Regions from separate parts of the Mus musculus genome. Here regions 1 and 3 are each linked to region 2. The links are chromatin contacts, called in public HiChIP or PLAC-seq maps. All regions are on one chromosome and are shown on one strand. The core of a region is the stretch at or near the end of the contact, and the rest is flanking DNA. Distances in the headings are between cores, read along the strand shown. Region 1 holds the start of Abcc1 (ATP-binding cassette, sub-family C (CFTR/MRP), member 1). Region 2 holds the start of Ntan1 (N-terminal Asn amidase). Region 3 holds the start of Mrtfb (myocardin related transcription factor B).

Region 1 (4,476 bases), core at 212-2,711, 540 kb after region 2:
CACTTTCCGATTATGAAAGCATGTCATTAAGATCTGTTGCCTTATCACTAAAACACATGAAAATACAGCTCCACTTTCCCGTCTGTCAGATCTGAGCATATTCCAGCTGCTAGCTTGCTAGAGCCTAGCAAGACTCCTGCTATACAGCAGATGCTCAATAAATATGGGTAACAGTGCATTGAGAATTGTTACCTGAAAGTAATTATCTTTAAAAAACTTATTCACAGAGGTAAAGAAACTTCCTGCCAAGCCTGATGACTTGAGTTAGCTCCCTGGAATCCACAAAGTTCCACAAAAAACAACTCTCCCAGGCTGTCCTGACCTCCACAAGCACAAGTTTATATACACACCCACACACATACACACATAGAAGTAAATGCTGTTACTACAACCACCACCTCCACCACCACCACCACCACCACCACCACCACCACCAAACTCTTATTCATACTGAGGGGGACCTGACTTGTGGTTGACCTTCAAAAATTGTTTATCTTACTCATTTTCTTTATTACTTTTTAAATTAAAATATTTTTTCAGGGGTATACATAGCTCAGCTGGTGGAGTGGTTCCTGCTGACAACAAAACCTAGGAGGAAGCCTGGGTTTTGTTGTCAGCGCCCCAGGTGGCTGGGGTAATAAGAAGTGGAGGAAAGGTGATGCACACCTTTAATCCCAGAGCTTGGGAGACAGAGGCAGGCAGATCTCTGAGTTCGAGGCCAGCCTGGTTTACAAATTGAGTTCCAGGACAGCCAGGGGCTTCATAGAGAAACTTCAGTCTGTCTTAAAAAAAAAAAAAAAAAAAATGGAGGCAGAGGGGCTCACAAGTTCAGGGTCATTCATCCTCTACTACATAGTGCTTTAGAGGCCAGATTTAGTTATTATATGAAACCCTGTCCCCAAATTCCTCATACCAAGTAATAAGGAAATGAGTTATTTCCTGGCTGCACTCAGAATGGGAGAAATTCCCAGGGTGCTTTGCAGACCATGGAGGAGGGGTGGCAAACTGGTGTTCAGGATGGAGATCTCAGTGTTTAGAATGGATTCATAGGGCTCCTGATTCAAACGAACTACACTTCTACTCGTTGAGGGACTCTGAGCGAATTTCCTCACCTTTCTGAGCCTCAGTTTCCTTATCTGTTCTCTTTCCTTTCTTGGGAGCTCACATCCATATCCCTCCAGGTGCAACTGAAGGAAAAAGCCCTAAAATCACGCAAGCACCGAGCGTTCTCCCGCAGCGGGGGGCCAGCGGTACAGTTAGGGTCACCTGGGATGAAGCCCAGGTGTGGAGGGCCCAGTGCGGGGTTCTTCCGGGCCGTGTCGGCTTTAGGAGCCGCCAGTGAGTGGGAGCTGCAGACGAGGCCTGCAGGCCCAGGCCAGGGCAACTCGTGGCCGTGCTCGCTCCCACGCGCGGGGCGGGGCGGGGTGGGGCGGGGCTGCATCCCGGTGACGCGGGCCAACCGCGCGGCGCTGCGCCTCCTCGCTCAGCCGGCCGCCCGCATGGCGCTGCGCAGCTTCTGCAGCGCTGATGGCTCCGATCCACTCTGGGTAAGGTGGTGGGCCGCGGGGGACGGCGCGGGGGCGACCGGGGACTCGGAGGACGTGGGGGGACGCTGGGACGCGCGGACCCAGCTGCTCCCCTAGCCGGAGCCCTGCTCTGCTTACGCGGGGATTCGCCACCCGGGCCCCGGCGTAGCCGCCGCTCTCTTACTCTGGGGACCGGGTTCCGGGAGAGCTGGGTGTGTGCGGGGAGGTGCCTCTGTGCTTTGGGGTTCTGCCATCGGGAAGGGACGCCAGATCTGGAGGCAGCAAATTGGGGATTTTCTGTGTTTTGTGGGGGTAGGATCTCCGTTTACCGCGCACACACTATCATAGAGCACCGTGCAGGAGCCCAGACTCTAGAAAGGGACTTCCCATCGCTTGTGTTGGGGTTCCCCACTGTTTGTTTTACCTCTCGTTTACTCTGGCTTCATGTTTTTTTTTCTCATCCTCTCTCCTTTCTGCCTAAATGCTATCAGGGAACTTTAAGGAAATAAGGAAAAGCCAAGAGAGGGGAGAAGGGCCTTTCTGTCTCTTTTTGTAGGTTTGGGGTGCAGTGGAAAATGCCCTGGACTCTGTAACCAGGAGAGTGCCTTCTACTCTGAGTCAGAGAGACTCCGCTGCTCTGGGGATGTCCCGGGGACTTCAGGCCCTCTCCAGGTAGCTTTCTTGTGAAATGATCCTAGGCTGGGTTCCCTGGCTGACTGCTCTAATCTCCAGTGCTTGTGTATTTCGTGTTCCTGTAATGCTGTTCCTGTAATGCGATTTGCCTGTTATTCCAGAACACTCCTGCATCACATTGTCCTGATTATTAGTGACTACAATAGGAAACCCTGGACACAATGACTTTTCTTTTTGTTTGAGAAACAAGAAAAACATCCCTGTTTCTTAGCAGCTGATGGTTAGCGCCCACAAGTATTTGTTCTGTTTTGTGGTACCTCCGTGATAGACTGCATTAGGAATGATGACCCCTGAAGGCCCCCTGGGAGACTTTTGGGTGAGGAGGGTGCCAATTTTGGTTGAGAAACTTACCATACTTGGATAAATGGTTCATTTTAAAGCCAAGAGGTTGGAGGTTTCTCCAGAGCTGGAAACAGAGCTTGTGATTTACATTCGGGAGTCTGCAAGAGATAGGTGCCTGTTTGCCACACAGGAACACTGTGTGTCCTCTACCCTTGTGCCAAGTGTAGAGACAACGAGGTTATTTTGCAAGAACTCAGGGGGATCTGGGTCACTAACATGGGTGCTGGAGTATTTCCTGAATTTCTTTTTTCTCTTATGGTGGAGGGGAAGTAGACATTAGATTTTCTACCAGTTTGCATATTTTATTTTTGCATATATATAACACACACATACATATATTGTGTGTGTGTGTATGTTTGAGTGTATGCATACCATGGCACATGCGCACATCAGACTTGTGTGGAACTCTCTTTCCACAGTGTGGGTTCTGAGGTCCTCAAGCCTCTCACCAGTTCACATCTGGATGTATCCTATTGTTGCGCAGTGATGACTAGGAAATGTTGGGAGGTATTCTCTAGCTTCTAATATGCTAAAAAGCCTACCCAAGAAGCCTGACTTGGTGTTCTTTCCTTCTTGGAACTTTTTGCCACAGAAAATGAAGATGGATGGATTGTGTTTGGCAGTAGTGGTGGCTGGCCTTCCCCTTAGGCAGCTTCCCATCCTCCCTTAAGTCTCATCTTGCAGATTTCCTTTCGGCCCCTCTTCTCTCTCACTGGTCTAGGCTTGATGGACACCCTGTTTCTGGAGTCCTGGAATCAGAATGGGTGAGAGGGCCACTGGCAAGCAAGAACTTATGTGTAGCTAGAGAATCCAAACACAAAACAGAGTGGGTTGGTTGGCCTGGTGTGCACCTATCTGTAATCACACCATTGGGAAAGCTGAGGCAGGAGAAGTGAAATTCAGGCCAGCTGTGCTAGAGCAAGACTGCTTCAAAGAACAATAAACTAAAGTAGGTGGCTTTGCACCAGCATATCTATACCGCTGCCACACCCTGCCATTCTAGACCTCACCATCTTGAGTTGTTTCATTGTTTACTGTGCTCAGTTTCTATAGAACAGCCCTTCTGGGCTGCGGCCATGGTCTTATCAGTGTTCGTGGTCTAGCCTTCTCTCATGTATTGTATTGTATCCCAACTGCAGCTTCCCCTCCCTCCTCCCCTCCTTGTTCCTCCCTTCACATCCCCATCTTCCCCAGATCTGCTCCTGTTTCCCTTCAGATGGGAGCAGATGCAGAGACCTACAACCAAATATTAGGTGGGACTTGAGGAACCACAGAAGATGGGGAGGAAGGATTGTAGAAGCCCGGTGTGAGGACACCAGGCGAGCACAGCCCACAGAATCAGCGAAGCAGGGCTTGTAAGGACTCCCGGAGATCGATGGGAGTGGGCTGCTGTCCTTTTGCTACTGGTACTTGGATCCTTTTAGGACCAACATTATGCTTAGAGAAGTCAAGATTCCAGCCGTCAGGAACCCTCTCGGAGTCTTGCTCCTGGGCTAGCTCGGGTCTACTGCTGAGAACTTACAACCTTCCCTTGTGCAAAGGTCTAGGATGAGAACAGAGAAACAATGTTATGTAAGTGGAAAGCTGAGCTAAGAGCTGGCAGGGGCTTGCTTTATTCAGTGGGAGTGTGGAGCTGGTAGGAAGTCCGTGGTTTTGTGGCTGATCTTTGAGAGAAGGTTGGGAAAAGGGACTTGGGCCTTTCTTTGTAAGTTACTTAAAAAAAAAAAAGTATGAGGAAATGGCTCAGTGCGCAAGCGTGCTTGATGTATTAGCAGGGAGACCTAAGTTTGAGTCCCAGGACCCATGTAAATAGCCAGCCCTGGCTCTGTCTATAACTGTAGCATTGAGCGGGTGGAGTTTCCCAAAAGAGCAAGTTTCAGGTTCAGTGAGAGACCCTGACTCAAGGAAATATGAA
Region 2 (4,028 bases), core at 1,455-3,954:
AGTGAGCAACGGTGGTGTGATTGATTATTCCAGGAGACCGGCAACTCATTTTAGAGAGTTCAGCTGAGCCTCTTCCGAAAGAAGTAGCACAGCTGGGCTTGTTGACCTTTCGCTTCCTGCCACAAGGGTGGGAAGGCAGCGAGACCTGAGGATGCAGATGCACCTTGCCACCCGTTGTATGACAGTGCCTTAATTGTGTGGTGCGGCAGAGTAGTTGGGCCTGCGATGACTAGGGGAGGGGCCCTCATTCCTGCAGATGCAGCTGGTTAGGTGGAGGACACCCACATCACTGTAGGTAATATTTCACCTAATACTTCTGTAAGGAAGCCCCAAAACTCATTCACTCCTCAAGTGAACTTGAGTGGAATCGTGCTGAGTTAGGCTTGTCAGTGGCACCTCCTGAGGTGTCCTGGTTTGTTTTCTACACAACCTTAGGATCGATAAGAATTGATACAAGCTAAATCTTTTGGGAAGAGGAACCTCAACTGAGAAAATGCCTTCATCAGTCCGGCCTATCTCTATTAGATGGGCCTGTAGACAACTCTGTAGAGCATTTTCTTGATTAATGGTTGTTGTAGAAGGGGCTAGGCCACCAGGGGAAATACCACTTTGGAAGGTGGTCCTGGGTGTTCTAAGAAAGCTAGGAGGCTGTATGTACAAGCCAAGAGGAATGAGCCAGTAAGTAGGTTCCTAAAGTTCCTGTCCTGACTTCCTACAACTGTGTACTGGCAGAGGATGGCCTAGTCGGCCATCAGTGGAAGGAGAGGCCCTTGGTCTTGTGAAGATTCTATGCCCCAGTACAGGGGAATGCCAGGGCCAGGAAGTGGGAGTGGGTGGGTATGGGAGCCAGGGGAAGGGGGAGGGGATAGGGGATTTTCGGAAAGGAAACTAGGAAAGGGGATAGCATTTGAAATGTAAATGAAAAAAAATATCTAATTTAAAAAAAAAAGTTGTTCTTAACCTCAGTATAAGAATGAGAATTGTAGCTGGGCGTGGTGGCGCACGCCTTTAATCCCAGCACTCGGGAGGCAGAGGCAGGCGAGTTCGAGGCCACCCTGGTCTACAGAGTGAGTTCCAGGACAGCCAGGGCTATACAGAGAAACCCTGTCTCGACAAACAAAGAGAGAAAATAAATATTAAGGAGATAAAAGAAAATCAAAGAAATGTGAATTTCTCTAGGAATCTCCTGCTGGAAGAAGGCAATGGCACCATTCTGAAGGGGAACTTGTCTCCAGAAGAGATCTCAATGAGACCTAAAAAAACTTGTCAGACCACAGAATGAGACTAAAGCCTAAATAATGATGGGTAGGATCCAAACCAGCAGAAATAAGGGCCTCAAACCGGATTTATCTGGCAACCGGATTTCTCTCTCCCTCTCTCTCTCTCTCTCTCTCTCTCTCTCTCTCTCTCTCTCTCTCCCTCCCTCTCTCTCTCCCTCTCCCTCTCCCTCCCTCTCCCTCTCCCCTCTCCCCTCTCCCCTCTCCCCTCTCCCCTCTCCCCTCTCTCTCTCCTCTCTCCTCTCTCCCTCCCAAGTGCTGGGATTAAAGGCATGCGCCACCACTCCACCACTGCCCGACTGTATTTCTTTATCTCATGCTAGTCTCCATAACATTAACCACGCGGAGAAAACAAGATTTATTCCAAGCAGCTCCTCAATAGCTGAGGAGTTAAATGATCTGTTAACCTCTTAAGATAATCTGGCTACCTCCCACCCATGACCCCAATTCTTATCGTCAGGTTCTTTGGGCTTCGTGTGTTTTCATGATCTTGCTCCAGACTCTTTCCTCATTGCTCCAGTTCATCCTCCTAGCCTATCTGAAACTTATGAAATATAAAGCTCCGGGATAATGCGGTGGGCGGGCCCATGTCAAGGTATCCCCCTGAGGAATCACACCTTGAGACAGATCAAATATAAAGATGAAATGAATAGGGATATAGAAAGGGGCAGAAGCGGAGGACAAAGAGAGGGAAGAGAGGCTGCCTGAGAACACATGGGAATAGAGAGTGAAAGAACTGGGGTAGTGACTCCTCTGTATGCTGGTGCTGCTGTCACACTTGCCTTGCACCTGGCGGGCAGCGGGCAATGACACAAGCTGTTGCTGGGTAGCTCTTGGCCTGAGCCTGGTGGAATTGTACACCAATAGAAACTCCCGCTCTCCTTCCCTGTGGTCCCTGCGTCAGACCCCAAGCCCCTCCTACTTCTCTTCTGCCCAGCTGCAGGCTGTAGGCACCTTCATTAACCAATCCGGGATAACTGGGGGGTGGGGGGTGAGGGGGAGGAGTTATATAACAAAAGCAGGTATATGTGAGGACCCTGTTTCTTCCGCGCTTACGCCCCCGCGGTGCTAGCTGGGGCCGCAATTCTCGGGTTCCCCACGCCTTCTGCACTACGTCTGCCAGCTGAAAGGGACGTTGACTGAATAAACTTTTGCGAATCAACTCGGCCGAGGCAGGGGTCAGGGCTGGGTGACGCAAAGCGCGAGGCTACCCTCGAGGTTCTCCTTTCCGCGTCCTTAATGCTCAAGTCTCTGCGACTACAGCTGCTGGCACCAGCCAGGAGGGACACGGGTAGTGAGTGGACGCCGACAAAGTTTGGACTACATCTCCCGTGATGCCTTGCAGCCCAAGGGCTATTCCGTCTCCTCGATCTCTTCGGGCTGCTCCACGTCCGCCTGGACTACACATCCGGGCCGAGTCCGCGGTGGGCGCGGCGCCCACGGTGGGCGTGGCATGCCCCGAGGCGGGGCGAAGCGGAGCGGGGCGGGGCGGGGCGGTGGCCACCTAACTCGGCCTGGCGGCGGCCTAGACGATGCCACTGCTGGTGGATGGGCAGCGCGTCCGTCTGCCACGGTCCGCTGTGGAGCTGGTCCGGGCGCACCCGCCTCTGGAGGTGAGCGACCTACCCGGGCTTTCGGGGCGGATGGGAACTCCGCAGCCCGGCCGCCGACGCGCTTTCACTAGGGACCTGGTGAGACGAGGCCCAGAGAGGTTAAGGTGACTTACGGAAGGTCGCACAGCGCGTACACAGCGCGAGGACACTCGGCGGGCTCTGCAAGTCGGGGCGCTCGTGCGGATCCCCGCATTACCCAGCTGCAGAAAGGTGTGGGCGGGGGTCCCAGTTCTTTGCGCGCTCATTCCTGCCCCCCAGGGCGTAGAGGGGCGCGGATTATTTTTTAGCTAGAAATAAGGGATTCGTTTGGAAGTTGCTGGGTCCGGGAGGACTGCTCCCTGATGGAGTCTTGTTCTTTCCTTGTGGGGACTTCTGAAAGAGGGCTCATAGTGAAGGCAGTGATGACCAAGTATCCCACATACTAATTTGGACTCAGCCCGTCCATGGATCTCACATAGTACAGTCTAGGACGGGACCTGTTTCCTAATCAGTTATAGCCTTGAAGGAAAGATGCCCACGTTCCCTCTGAGAGGTGAAGCACTGCGTCTCTGTGGAGTTTGTGGTTCTGTCTGCTTACTTGCTTTGTCTTCCCCTGGATCTGCTTCCTGGAGCAAATGCTTCCTGAAAGCAGATGGCATTGTGCTAACCGAATATTTGTTGGGTAAGTGAATGGGCAGAATGACCCCTGAGAACTACGGGACAGGGAGACTGACTGTTAATTTGAATTTCAAGACAGCCTGATCCTAATACTGGCTCCTACAAATCGGGCTAGGCACTGTACACTGTGTCGATGAAGCCAGAAATAACACAAGAAAAGTTCCAGCACTTCAAGGATTTAGGAGCCTCTCTCCTGTGTCTGAAACTTGTAGTTTTAGTGGCCACGCAGCACATTACATGAGGCAGAGACGAGGTGATGTAGGGTGGTGTCTCCGGAAGCAAGGGTTTGGTTTATTTAGGGAGACGCAGCCCAGAAAGGATGCAGAGTGGAGAGTTGGTTTTCAAGAGCAGGGAAGTGGGGCCAAGGAGGCCCCCAGTGAGGAGGGCAAAGAGGGCTGCACATAGAGGCCAGGGGAACAGTTGGAGTGAGGACTTCAGGCCCACTTGCCTTAGGGGATGATGTGAAGGCTCCGTAGAGGAA
Region 3 (3,939 bases), core at 945-3,444, 560 kb before region 2:
ACTCTGAGACGTGGCCAGTTCCCTCCCAACTCCTTCCTTTTTCTTGGGCCTTCAGCCTAAAACTGAGAGTTATATCGTCAGCAATTCTGGTTCTCAGGCCTTTGAACTTGAACTTGTCGCGTCTTCCATCATTGCTAGTCTTGCTGGCAGCATATTGTGGGTCTTAGCATCCATGGTAAGTCCTCTCATGCATCTATAGGGTATCTGTTGGTTCTTTCCCTGGAGAACCTGCCTATGGAGGTCTGGGATTTCCTTTCTTCATCCACACCCCATTTTATTGGGCTACATCATCACGTTCAACATCTATATGTTCGGTCTCTGTAAGAGGAGTGGTTTCCAGGCAGCACAGGTAAGGAAGGTCTGGACCCACATTTGTTGACACTATGAGATCATCAGGATGGGTTAGCTTAGCAGGCCTCAGTGCAGTTTTCAGGGATGAGATAGAACCTTCCAGGCTCTTGATTCTGCAGAAGCTGTCACAGAGGGGCCAGCTCACAGGAATATACAAAACAAGACTGAATAAAAATGGCCCCCATAGGCCCACAGGGTATGGCACTATTAGGAGCTGTGGCCTTGGAGGAAGTGTGTCACTGAGGTGGGCTATGAGTTTTGAAAAGCTCAAGCCACGCTCAGTGGCTCAATCTCTCTTCCTGCTGCCTGAAAATCCAGATGTAGAACTCTCAGCTGCCTCTCCAATACCATGTCTTCCCACACTTTGCCATGTTTCCCATCATGACTATACTATACTAAACCTCTGAACTGTAAGCCAGCTCCAATTAAATGTTTTCCTTTATAAGAGTTGTCATAATGTCTCTTCACAGCAATAGAAACTCAAACTAAGACAAAGACCTTGTCACAAGGCAGTGCCAGGCCCTAGAGTCATGCAAATTCAAATACTGTGTTACTAAGACCATATGGGTATTTTCTTTATTGCAGGCTTCGGAAGTGTGATGGTTCGTATATGCTCTGCCCAGGGAGTGGCACTATTAGAAGATGTGGCCTTGTTGGAGTAGGTGTGTCACTGTGGGCATGGGCTTTAAGGCTCTCACCCTAGCTGCCTGGAAGCCATTCTTCTCCTAGCAGCCTTCAGATGAAGCTGTAGAACTCTCAACTCTTTCTGTACCATATCTGCCTGGTTGCTGCCATGTTCCTGCCTTAATGATAACGGACTTAACCTCTGAACCCGTAAGCCAGCCCCAATTAAATGTCCTTATAAGAGTTGCCTTGGTCATGGCAATTTTCTGTTTACAGCAGTAAAACTCTAAGGCACGAGGTTATGGGTACCCACTTTAGTGCATCTCACTATGCCAGCCTCTCTTCCTTAGAAGCAATTACTCTTAAGTTTTCTTTTGGGAAGAAGTCACACCGTAATGCAGTGGTTCTCAGCCTTCCTAATGCTGGGACCCTTTAATACAGTTCCTCATGTTGTGGTGATCCCCCAACCATAAAGTTATTTTGCTGTTATGAATCAATGTAAATGATACACAGAATCTGATATGCGACCCCCTGTGGCCCCGAACAGCTGACCTAACTCCACGAATGCCCTGGCTCTATGTCCATGAACCATTCTATCCTGGGTTCTCCCACTGTTTTCGAACATATTTTGCTTTTAGGGCTCTACAGAGTTGGAGAAAGTGTGAAAAGCGTTCTCTTGTCTAGTTGCATTAAGATGGGTTGCAACAGACCCCCTATTGGGGTCACTTCTTCCACTCGGAAGAACTACAGAGGGGTGGAGAGTGAGGCAGGGCTCAAGAGGAGGGGTTCCTACAGGTGCGGGTGTGGCATCAGAAACGCACCGACTCCACAGGCCGGTCTGCTCGTCCGCTGCAACCTCCTTCTGGAATGGGGAGGCGGCAAGAATGCACTTAGTGAGGCAGCATGAGCTGTTTGCTTGCTAGGGTAGCCGGCACTGACTGACCATCTATCTGACTGGGAGCAGCCAGAGCTTAGGCAGCAACCAAAGAGCTCCCAGCTCCGCAGCCCAGCTGCGCATGCGCCCCGGGGCAGCCAGGTGAGAGCGCGGCGGGAGCGGGCGGCCTCGCACCTGGGTTTTAACTTTTCCGGGTCAGGGGCGAGGGCGGATGCCGGGTGGGAGAAGGGAAGCAGGGTGTAAACCTCCGGGAGTCGGCTCGGCGCTACCTGGAGCTTCCAGGACGGGCTCCGTGCCTTCAGACGGGAGGAGGGTAAGCACGGGGGCGGAGCGAAGTCTCGCGAGATCCGGTGGTAGCTGCGGCAGCGGTGGCGGCGGCGGCGGCAGCGGCCGGGGAGGTGAGCGGCGAGCGGGTGCGAGGCGGCCGTTGGGACTGAGGCAGGGGAGAGCTGCGGAGGGCGAGGCCGGGCCCCGGGAGAGGGACGGACGGAAGGCCCGCGTCCTCGGTGGCCCCTCGAGGTTGCTGCGGCGCCTCCGGGTGCGCGCTGTCCCGGGACTCGCGCGGGGCGGGGCGGGGCGGGGCGGCCGCGGTCTCGGGGCTACCGGGTCCGGGCTTCCCTCGTCGGGGGTCCCCTGTGTGCGGCCGCGGCCCGATCTTCCCGGGCAGCCTGGAGTTGGTACCAGGCGCTTCGCTTGCGCGCTCCCACGCTGGAACTGCAGTGAGGTGCAGCAGCGCCTTGGCCGGAGCCACTCGACGGGGACGTGGTGGGATGGGGACGGCCCACGCCCCGGACTCACCTTCCATCCTCCTCCCCAGCCCTGCTCGCGGCTCTTCCCCTGGGGTCCCCGCGGGGCTGCAGAGGGTGTGTCTGCAAGCCCTCCCGAAATTGCACGCACGCAGCGTTCCGGGTTTCCAGGGAGAAAGTTTTCCACCGCTTTTGTTCTGTCCCTGAAACTTTGCCTAGTTCTCAGTGTTCAGAAGCTACCCTTTGGCCCTGTGTATGAGCAGACGCGGTGTGACAGTGACGAGGGGTGCGGCGGGTGTAGGGTCTCAGGCCACGAGGATAGCTCAAGGTTTGCCTCAGGCAAAGAAACTTTGAAAAGTTTGATTCTTTTCTGAAGCTTGAGATCGCACTCTTAGGATGAGCGGTTGTGAAGTTCCTAACTTTTGGTTCTGTGGCAAATGTTTGCCACCCTGACACGAAGTTCATACTATATCTTCCTATACGTGATCCAAGGTCAGTAGAGTGCTCTCCTTTAGATGTGAAGAAGAAATACGTGCTATGGCGTTAGTGCAGCCCAGACACCCAGCTAGGTAGGACGTAATATCACGGACCCTGCGGCTAGTGAGTATGTTTGGAGACACACACTCACGTATGTACGCATGCACTTGTGGGACAGTGAGTCTCAAAGTCAGGAACAAAGATTGGGACCTGAGATAAAACCGTGTTACTTGGGGTAATTGATGCTAATGAGAAAAACAATGTAGGCTGACTGACAGCGTGCAAGATAAATCACAGCCTGTCTCTGGTTAGGCTCAGATAATACAGCCCTCCAGGGATGCTGTATTCCAGGCTACATTGTAACCAATACAAAGCCCGAGTTCTCTACATTTAATGGAGTACACAAAATCCCTCATGCTTATTGTTAGTAATAAGGAAATAGAAGATTGAAATTGTTGCACTTGGCAGTATGCTCCATGTGTGTCTAGTAGATGCAGGTGTAATGTGCTGTGGAAGTTCACACAGTTCCCTTTCCTTCACCTTGTTGGACTACATAATTGGGGCAGGGTGGTGGGTGTTTTCGAGAATGACTTGCCACATGGTTCAATATTGAATCCTAAAGTATGTTAATCTATAGTGGGCCAGGGTAGCCTTCATTATCACCTCCACCACTCATGTGTTAGATGGCTCTCGGTCCAGGGCTGGAAACACTGCAGATGCTTTCCGCTGCCGTCTAGGAGTCTCTTCAGTAACTAACAATGTGCTATGGGGACAGTTCTGCCCTCTTGAGAACCACTATATAAAGCACACGCTCCACTATCTAGCTAATTATAACAGCAGAATCTA

The links. HiChIP or PLAC-seq counts read pairs in DNA pulled down with a chosen protein or histone mark.
Region 1: an H3K27ac HiChIP or PLAC-seq map of embryonic stem cells shows a contact between it and region 2, with 2.7 times the contacts expected there. The contact joins the promoter of Abcc1 here to the promoter of Ntan1 in region 2. A contact is called at or near these places in 1 of 484 Hi-C or Micro-C datasets (muscle stem cells) and 3 of 115 datasets of contacts at active chromatin or transcription factors (bone marrow-derived macrophages, embryonic stem cells and pancreatic cancer cells).
Region 3: a contact with region 2 is called in an H3K27ac HiChIP or PLAC-seq map of microglia, with 7 times the contacts expected there. The contact joins the promoter of Mrtfb here to the promoter of Ntan1 in region 2. A contact is called at or near these places in 1 of 484 Hi-C or Micro-C datasets (regulatory T cells) and 1 of 115 datasets of contacts at active chromatin or transcription factors (microglia).

What each region holds. Positions count from the first base shown.
Region 1 is chr16:14,360,097-14,364,572 of GRCm38.p6, forward strand. It overlaps Abcc1 (ATP-binding cassette, sub-family C (CFTR/MRP), member 1), which reads left to right and starts at 1,462. Exons shown (of 31, transcript NM_008576.3): 1 at 1,462-1,547. The coding sequence starts at 1,500.
Region 2 is chr16:13,816,547-13,820,574 of GRCm38.p6, forward strand. Ntan1 (N-terminal Asn amidase) reads left to right here and starts at 2,705. Exons shown (of 10, transcript NM_010946.4): 1 at 2,705-2,890. The coding sequence starts at 2,810.
Region 3 is chr16:13,254,287-13,258,225 of GRCm38.p6, forward strand. It overlaps Mrtfb (myocardin related transcription factor B), which reads left to right and starts at 2,195. Exons shown (of 17, transcript NM_001122667.2): 1 at 2,195-2,268.